2 separate regions of the Oryctolagus cuniculus genome follow, and region 2 is linked to region 1. Evidence: chromatin contacts called from public Micro-C data. All regions are on one chromosome and are shown on one strand. Each heading gives the region's core, a stretch centred on a gene start, on an enhancer-like site or on the middle of the called end of the contact. The rest is flanking DNA. Distances are from core to core; before and after follow the strand shown.

Region 1 (4,505 bases), core at 1,213-3,712:
AAACTTACTGTTCAATCCCATTTTCTGTGAAATTTTTGAAGTACTTTCTTATTTGCAGCAATTTTGTAGAAACATACACCTAAAAGTAACTAGAAGTAATCAGTGTATAATTGGTGTAGACTTTATTAAATATTGGCCTGTAAGTGCTAAAGAATTTCCAAAATAGGAGGTAATTCTGTGTTTGAGCTGGACCAGGGCTCTCAGGGAAATGCGGACGGTGATACGGCGTGTGGGCACTTGGCGATGTTCGGGGACAGCCAAGAGCTGGCAGCTATCTGCCAGCCCAAATGTCCTGCCTGCAAGGACCTATGGTGGTGCTTGAGAGACGTTCTGGAGGACCAGTGGCTAACATCCTGTAGGCTTTTAGGACGGGTTATATGAGGACTTGCTGGGGACGCTGTTGTTGGGGTTTTTACGTTGGGTAGTGGGCAGAGTAGGTGCTTTGATGGTCTAGTCTAACTCTGAGGGAGTAAGTTTAAAAGGGAAATGAACTCTTCCCAGGTGCCCAAGTCTTAGAAGTGATCTACCTTAAGAACGCCTCCATTCTGCTCTTTCCTAACCTCCTTTCCAGAATGGCTGTTTAGCAATCCATATCTCTTACTCACCCACCTAATGAATAATGCGCTCTTTCTTTCAGAACCTTTTTAAGGTATTGCATACCTCCTTCTTGATTAGCATACTGTAGTACACTGGTTCTCAAACTTAGGTGGACCATCACCTGGAGTGCTCATTACAACAGGTTACTGCAGTTTCTGAATCAGAAAGTCTGGAGCGTCTGCATTTGTAACCAGTTCTTAGGACACTGCTGGTCTGAGTCCGCTCTGAGAACTCCAGCTCTTGTGACTGATCCATCTGGAGTGGTGCACTGCCTAACATGTGAGCACCATGCAGAGGTCTGCTTCTTAATCCAGTTGCTTGTCGTCACTGCCTGGGTAAATACACCTATGCAAACTTACAGAGGAGAATGGCTTGCTTGCACGTCCCCATCTCCTTTAGTCATCTTTCCCTTTTCCCTGGATTTCTATTACAGCTCCTTGCCTTCCCCAGTATGCTGCTTTGTCAGTTAGATCATCCTTAGCCGAGAAAATAGTGACCTGAAAGAACAATATCCAACGATATTCAGTGTTGAGATCCACCCCAACTCAGAACAATTTTTGAATCGAAAAAGGCAAGCTGCCAACCCATTGGTTTCAAACAATGGGAATAATTCCTGCGTGTCTGTGAATGCATCTAGTCGGCCCTTCACATCTGAGGAATTAACTAACTCTGGGAAACATTTTACAAGCATGCATCTGTACCAAAAATGTCATTTTGATTCTTGTTATTTCCAAAACAATACAGTATAACGGCTATTTACATGCATTTACACTGTGTTAGTTATTGCAAGGAATCCAGAGAGGAGTTGGTGTACATGGAGGGTGTGCTTATGTGCAAACGCTACACCACTTTATTAAAAAAAAAAAAAAAAAAAAAAAGGGATTCGAGCATCCTGAGAGCCTGGTATCCCGTGGTGGAGGCCCTGGGACCAGTTCCCCAGGGATACTTTTAAAGAGAACACAAAACCCCTCCTTGTGCGCTTTAAGGGTGAGGTCCAGGCTATTACTGTTGAACACCCTGGACAAGGGGCTTGTGCAGGCGCTCCGCCCCGGGCTCCGGCACTTCTCACACCTCCTCACCGTCCACCTGGACGGGCGCCGGCACGGGGCGGCGGACACCGCGCTCCACACCACGACCGCCTGCCCGCACGGCTCCCGGCACCCGCGGCGCTTTCCCGAGTTCCGGGACTGCCGCCTTGGAGCTGACCTGCCAGTGCGGCAGTCGCCGTGCGGTCACTGCGCCCCACACCCGCGCTGCGCTGACCTTCGCCGCGCGCCCGCCCGCCCCGTCGGGCCTCCGCGCCGCCGCTTTTCGTCACCGTCAGCGAGCGCGGCAGTGGCTCCGGTGGGCTCTTCCTTCCGCTCCATGCTCTTCCAGCTCCTCTCGCCTCCCGGGGTTTCATGTCAGCCTGCCACACACACACACAGACACACACACACGCACACACACGCGCGCGCGCGCGCGGCCGGGCCAGGCCGCCGCGCCGCCTCCGCCCCTCGCGGGCCGCTTCCCGCCCCGCCCGCCCCGCGCGGCCGCGCCTGCGCAGAAGCCGCCCTCCGCCTCCGCCGCCCTTCCTCTCCCCGCCGCTCCTCCCCGGCCCCGCCCTCCTTTCTCTCTCTCTCTCTCTCTCCCTCCCGGTCTGTCTCGGGTTTCACTACCCGAGCGCTGCAGGTAGCGAGCAGCGCCGCGGTTTCCTCGCCACCCCGCCCCTCCCGCCTCCCCTGCCCACCCCTCCCCGCGCCGGGCTGGTGGAGGATGCAGCGGCTGCCGGGGCTGCGTCCCAGGCAGCGGCCCCGGCGGCGGCGGCTGCGGTGGGGGTGGCCGGAACTCGGGTGGTGAGCGAGCGGCGGCGGCTGAGGGAGCGGCGGCCGCCTCGGCCGCTTCCCCCGGGCTTCCCTTCCTCCCGAGCGCAGGAAGTTTTCCGCGTCCGTGCATGTGTGTGCGCGTGAGTGTGGGTGTGCGAGGCGAGCCCGGGGCGGCGTTTGTGCCGGCGCTGGGCTTTTTTTGCCCACTTGGCGCTCCGTAACGCAGGCGGCTCCGCGAGTCTGGGCTGTGGCCCGGGGAGGGGGCGCGGCGGCGGCGGCGGCGGCGGCGGCGGCGGGCTCTCTCCTTTTGTTGTTGTTTCCTCCGCCTGGGGAGCTGAAGGGGGGACGCGCCTGGGTGGGGCGGCTCGGAGCCCGGGCCTGCTGGCCCCCGGGGCTCCCGGGCGGGCCGCGCAGGCTGAGCGCAGCGGGCTTCAACATGATGGCCGCCGAGGCCGGCAGTGAGGAGGGCGGCCCGGTGGCTGCCGGAGCCGGAGGCGGCGGCGGCGGCGGCGGCGCGGCCGCGGGCTCCGGTGCCGCCTACCCGGTGGTGTGTCGCGTGAAGCTCCCCGCGGCCGCCGCCCCCTGCCCCGGGCTGGTGGAGGCCGGGGCGCTGGGTGGCGGGGCCGCTGTGGGGTCGGGGTTCCTGGGGGCCGGGTCCGTGGCGGGGGCCCTGGGGGGCGCGGGACTGACAGGGGGAGGCGCTGCTGGACCTAGTGGGGACATGGCCCTCCCCAAGGGGACCCCCTTGCTGCCGGCCGAGACCCTCGGGCCGGGCGGCGGCTTCCCGCCTCTGCCGCCGCCGCCGCCGCCTCTGCTGCCCCCGCTGGGTGCGGGTCTGGGCACGGTGGACGAAGGGGACTCCCTGGATGGACCAGAGTACGAGGAGGAAGAGGTGGCCATCCCGCTGACGGCGCCGCCGACTAACCAGTAAGTGGGCTGTGCGGTTGCGGGCTTGGGGGAAGACGCACCTTGTTCTCTGGCGGCTGTGATTTGTTGTGCAGAGTTGGTGGAGCTGCGGGTGTCGCGCGTAGGGATTTAACTGGAGCGCTCCTCTTCCCGACAGGCGGGCTCCCGGGGCGTCTTTGTGTGTTCATGGCTCCTCTGGGAAGATGTAGTTTTTAAGATGGGACGCATGGGAAAAGTGTGTGTCCAGTGAGAACCGGATATGGTTGTGTGCCCTGCAAATGGGTGCCCCAGGATTCGCCAAGCCTGCCCGGAGCCAAGGCAGTCGCAGTGTACATGGACTTGTGTGTGTGTGCGCCCTGATGAGTTAGTGTGTAGGGATAGCGTGGAGAGAAAACAATCCATTGACCAGAATGCTTTGCTTTTGTGGCACCGACTTCTCCAACTTCTGTCTACGAAGGCAGAGTGATGCAGCGAAGTGTTGATCCCTTAGGCGAACGTGGGTCCGGGAGAAAGAAGAGTTGTGAGAGTTAGGCGTGTGATGAAGGACTCAGGTTCTGAGCTGGTAACGTGTTTCGTAGACTGACTTGGTTGATGGACCTGTAATGCTTTTGTAGTTCAGACGCTCGAAGTACAGTCTTCATGCGAAACAGATTTTAACGGCGCTTCGCTTCAGAATTTTTGTTGGTGGCCAATACGGTCTTCTATTTGAAATTAATTTTGACATTTAGAATATGCAGGGCATGACTTTTTAAATATAACTTAAATGTTGGAACAGGAAGGGACACTAGTAGGCAAAACGTGATCTGTCACATCAGTCTTAAATGATGTTTAGGATTTCAGCAGCCTTGGTGAGCATCAGGAAAAAAACATTTGGTTGGTATGTGGATGGATGGTCACTCTGGACAAGCCAAAGGTGTTTTTTGTTTTGTTTTGTTTTGTTTTTAATACTTTGGAGGATTTAGAAAGACTTTAAAAAGTGATGAGGAGGGCTTGCAGCTGTGGTGTAACAGGTAAAGCTGCCACCTGCAGCAACAGCATTTCACATGAGCCTGGTTGGAAACCCAGGTGCTTCACTTCCAATCCAGGTCCCTGCTAATAACCTGGGAAAGCAGTGGAGAATGGCCCAAGTCCTTGGGTCCCTGCACCTACATCGGAGACCTGGAGGAGGCTCTTGGCTCCTGGCTTCTGCCTGGCCCT
Region 2 (4,505 bases), core at 1,288-3,787, 130 kb after region 1:
ATCAGAAGTGGAGCAAACAGGATTTGAACTGGCACCCACATGGGATGCCGGCGACACAGGCGGTGGCTTTAACCCGATACACCACAACACTGGCCCCTGCTCTGCTTTCGATCTAGCTTCCTACTAATGCACTTGGTAAAGCAGCAGATGATGGTCCAAGTATTTGGGACCCTGCCACCCATGTGGGGGACCTGGGCAGAGTTTCTAGCTCCTGCCTTCAGCCTGCCCCAGCCCAGGTTATTGTGGGTATTTGTGGGGTGAACCAGTGGATGGAAGATCTTCTGCCTTCTGAATAAATAAATAAATCTTAAAAAAATCTTGTCAGGGCCGTTGTTGTGGCTTAGCAGGTAAAAGCTGCTACCAGCAATGCTGGAATCTTATTCTGACCCGGCTCCTGGCTGATGACTTGCGAAAAGCAGTGGAGGATGATCCAAGTGGGTCCCGATTACCCATGTGCAAGACTTGTATGAAGCTTCTGGCTTTGGCCTGGTCCAACCTAGGCCACTGGGGCCATCTGGGGAGTGAAGCAGCGGATGGACATCTCTGCCTGTCTCTCCAAGTCTGCCTTTCCAACAAATAAATCTTAAAAACCAATCTGTGGCATGAATTTCAGCTGCAGCATATGATTACAACTGATAAATGAACACAGTATTTCAAACAGGTACCTTTGAAAAAGCACTGGTCTGCGTTCTGGTTCCAGTTCTACTGTTCACTAGTGAACAACTGGAAAGCAATTTGATTTTTTATTCTTCTATTGAATGAGCTGTCACTGCCTGTCTACTAGACCTCTAGGCTCTTTTGACTATGAAATGTGACTAAGAAATACTTTGCAAGACACAATACAGTAATTCATAATTTTTGGCCTTTATTGAAAAATATACAGCAAAAACTGAACAATTAAAACCAAGGTAAATTTTTGAGCAGTCAACAGAAAATTTATTAGATTTCAAAGAGGTCAGATTTCATAAGTCACTAAAAGGACATTAAACTCCAAAGCCACCATAACTTACCACAACAGACCTTGGCATTGTTGGCTTAAACACGGAACAGAATTCCAGTAATCTTTTCTCATAGTATTTGCAGAGTGTCATTTCTTCGTGAGGCTCAAGAAACACTGGATCATTTGGAAGAACCTTTTGATCAAAAATCAGAGCACAGGTTCAGTGAATTAAATACCGTCAAAGCCTTCTCTTACTACATTTAGCTTTCCTCTCGAACAAACACAAATACACCACGCCTCATTTTCTCTTTAGACTCGCTCATCATAAACAAAACAGCTTCAGGAAAACATGTCAGAGTGTATGTGGTCATTTCAATGCCTCAGACTGTCAGCTGAACTTCATGAAGCCAAGTCCGTGCATACGTATGCTAACAGATCTGATGCCATCGATTATAAATCGAAAAGCACACGGTCTTCCAGTGGTTGGCAAACTTCCAGCATCTCTCTGTCCGTCAACCATCATGTCACACAGCTGCGACAGGAAACAGTAAGCACCTTCACTACTTCTGCTGTTGTAAGCTACCCAGTCCTGGGCACTTTATTTTAAAAGTAGCGCTCGATCGTTAGCACAGGTGCAACACAGTGATAGCAAACACACGTGAGTTAGAGCAGCTCAGTACCAACAGGTCTGGCGCATGGGACCCTTGCTGGAGTGAGGCGTGTGCTGGGTGGGTGGGGGGTGGGGTAGGGGTGGAGCTGACGGATTAAAGCCGGCGGGGACCCCTAACGGAAGGGATGTGGCTATGGGGCCGTGGGCAGTCTTCAACTGGCTGGGCTCAGGGTCTCCTCTCTGCCTCGCCTGACGCGCTCCCCTCCAGGCTGCCTGAGATCGCCTTCCAGAACCAAGATCCCAGAAAGTTAATTTCCCGCTGGAATTTCTGCAAGGTTTCCCGCCTTTTCAGTACAGATTCCAAGTCCCTCGCCTGCCCTCCCCAGCCCCTGCGACCACCCCTCCCCCCCTCCGCAGCAGCAGCCACACACCTCGCACCGCCCGGCAACTTCTCGCCGCCCACTTTTCACCCGCGCGATCTCCCGCACCCTGCACCCGGGGGAAAAGCCTTCCCCGCCATCCCCTCGGGGCGAGTGGAAGGCGCCCGCCCGCGCGCTCTCAGCGTGCTACGAGCACTAGTTACTCGTCTGCCTCCCGACGCGGGGACTGCGCTGGCTCGACTCGGACCCCGGCAAGGCGCCCGCCCACTTGTCCAACACCCGCACGCACACCCGCGCCGCCGAGGCAGAGGCCGCGGGGGGCGCCCGGGGAGCTCCCGCCGCCGACCAGGCTGAGAGCCGCGCACCGCACCGGCCCCTCGCCCCTCGAGGGGAATCTCACCTTCCCGTTCGCCACCGCTTTGCATTTGAATTTGCGGTTGGCGTCGGCCCGCAGTCGGCCCAGCTGCTCCTCACTGGCGAAAGTCCAGTGCCTTTTCTGGCTGCTGTTGTGGTACATGGCGAAGTCCGAGCCCGAGCGCGGCGGGATCGCGGAAGCCGAGAGTGCGCCAGGCCGGCGGCGCGCGCGCTGACGTCACGATCACGTGCCGAGCCCTGCGCGGAGCAACCTGGGAGGGCGGGATGCGGCGCGGCTCCTGCGACGCACGTGGGCGGGGCCGCGGGCTTTCCCGCCCCCTCGGGTCAGGGAGCTGGGGACTGCGCGTTGGCCCTTGTAGCCGGTGCTTAAGGAAGCCTGGTCCGAGGGCACCCGAAGGGGACGAGGCGTGAGGGGAGGAGTAGGCTGAGGGAGATTCCCGAGGGAGGGTGACCGTGTTGAAGGGGAAGGTGTTTGAGGAGAGGCGGGGCACCGCCGAGGGAGCCGCGAAGTCGGCAGCCATCTTGCGTCCTTGAGGCCTGCAGCGGAGGCGTTCGTGGGTGTTTGGCGGGAGAGCCGAGGACACCAGTGTCCTGGGAGCCCTGTCACCATCCGAGAGCAGAACAGGGCTGGCCGACCGGAGCAGTGCACGTGGGACGCTGCCGTCTTGCCACTAGTGGGGCCTCGTCTGTCCGCCTCCCCTGCCTTCCTGTGGGTAACGCTTGCGCCCGCTTCCAGTTCCTCTCGGGAGCCGGGAGTCCTGGTGGTTGCGGGGTTCTCCTGAGATTCTCATCTTCGTAAAGGACTCTGGGGAGTCTTAACGATAACTACCGTCACAGAGGTTTACAGCTTCCAAAATTGCACTTGAGGTACAAAATCCGTATTAGTTAAGTCTTTGCCAGTTCTGTTTGTCGCATTTAAGGAAACCTAGTTCTGTGTATCAAAGCCCCCAGGAAAATTTCATCCAAAAATCAGATGATGATGACGAGACACGGAGTTTAGGTCTTGAAACGTCCACAGGGGTGAAAGCAGGTGGAAGATGACTTTACTCTGCTTTCTATGAAAATGTCTTACAAATTTAAGAAAGGGGGAGCCCCCCCCCTTTTTGGTGCAGTTGTGGTTTGCTACGGTTTTAGAATTCCTTAAATTTTATCATTTGTGGTTGATCATTTTGGAGATCCGTGCCATCGAACATGTGTCCGTAGTCTAGACCAGTGCATTGCTAAAAAGTAGGGAAGAGGGAAGAAGACGTGATGATGCTGAAGAGGACATGGCGGTCTGAGTCCAATGCACTATGGACAACTAAGAGCTGGTGGAGATGGAGAAAGAAGAACTTACAAGGAAGAAAGAAAAAGGTACAAAAGGCAGGCAGGGAGAGAAGTAATCCAGATAAGTAGAGTATGTGTGTGCAATCTTGGGTTTGTGGCAGTTCTGTGCATCATTTCAGTGGCTTTTGTTCTTCTGTGAGCTATTTGACAACTCCTTCGTTTTAAATAGAAGCAGCTACAAACGGGCATTTGGCAGAGTTGGCAGACTATGATTTCCACAGGGATCTAAGTCAAATTGTTGAGTGTCATGGTTCATTTAGGAAGATAAATATGAAAAACCTGGTGTTCCTGGTCTATTTTTTAAACCTTAAACAAATCGTAGTCTAAGAAAATTAACTGTCTTTTTCAGGTATAGTAGGAATTGGGCTGTATCCAAGCATCTGTGGAATAAAGTTGGTGATAGGCTAATGTTAAGGCTTGTGTACAATTCTTAATAAAGTGAGCAGGCTGGATGCGGCATTAGTCACTTAGCCTGAGTGATATTTTTTTACTATTCACTCCATTGAGCACCAGTTTATTTCTTTTCTACTTCTCTAATTGAAGGCAGAGTGGGGACTTAGAACTTGGTGCCTTTACCTATTTGCATTCTGAGTTCCAACTAAAAAGTAGTATTACTCTGAATTATTGCAGCAGGGCTGGAGCTTGAAATACGATCCAGGTCTCCCACATCGGTAGCTGCAATCCAATTACTTGAGCCATCATACTACCTCCCAGGATATGCACTGGTGGGAAGCTGTCAGGAGACAGATTTAGGAATTAAACCCAACATTTTTATATAGGATGCAGGAATGCAGACATTCCAGTTGTCAGGGAAAACACCCATTCCCTATCCCAATATTTTCAAAGTACAATTTCCATGCTTCTAAATGAGACT

What was found. Hi-C and Micro-C count contacts between places; a contact is called where the count stands out from the background.
Region 2: a Micro-C map of ear pinna shows a contact between it and region 1, with 5 times the contacts expected there. The contact joins the promoter of CCNH here to the promoter of RASA1 in region 1. A contact is called at or near these places in 2 of 6 Hi-C or Micro-C datasets (ear pinna and an unstated tissue).

The regions. Positions count from the first base shown.
Region 1 is chr14:10,197,588-10,202,092 of mOryCun1.1, forward strand. It overlaps RASA1 (RAS p21 protein activator 1), which reads left to right and starts at 2,463. Exons shown (of 25, transcript XM_070056402.1): 1 at 2,463-3,329. The coding sequence starts at 2,839.
Region 2 is chr14:10,327,050-10,331,554 of mOryCun1.1, forward strand. It overlaps CCNH (cyclin H), which reads right to left and starts at 2,538. Exons shown (of 9, transcript XM_002713905.5): 1 at 2,331-2,538; 2 at 1,011-1,133. The coding sequence starts at 2,447.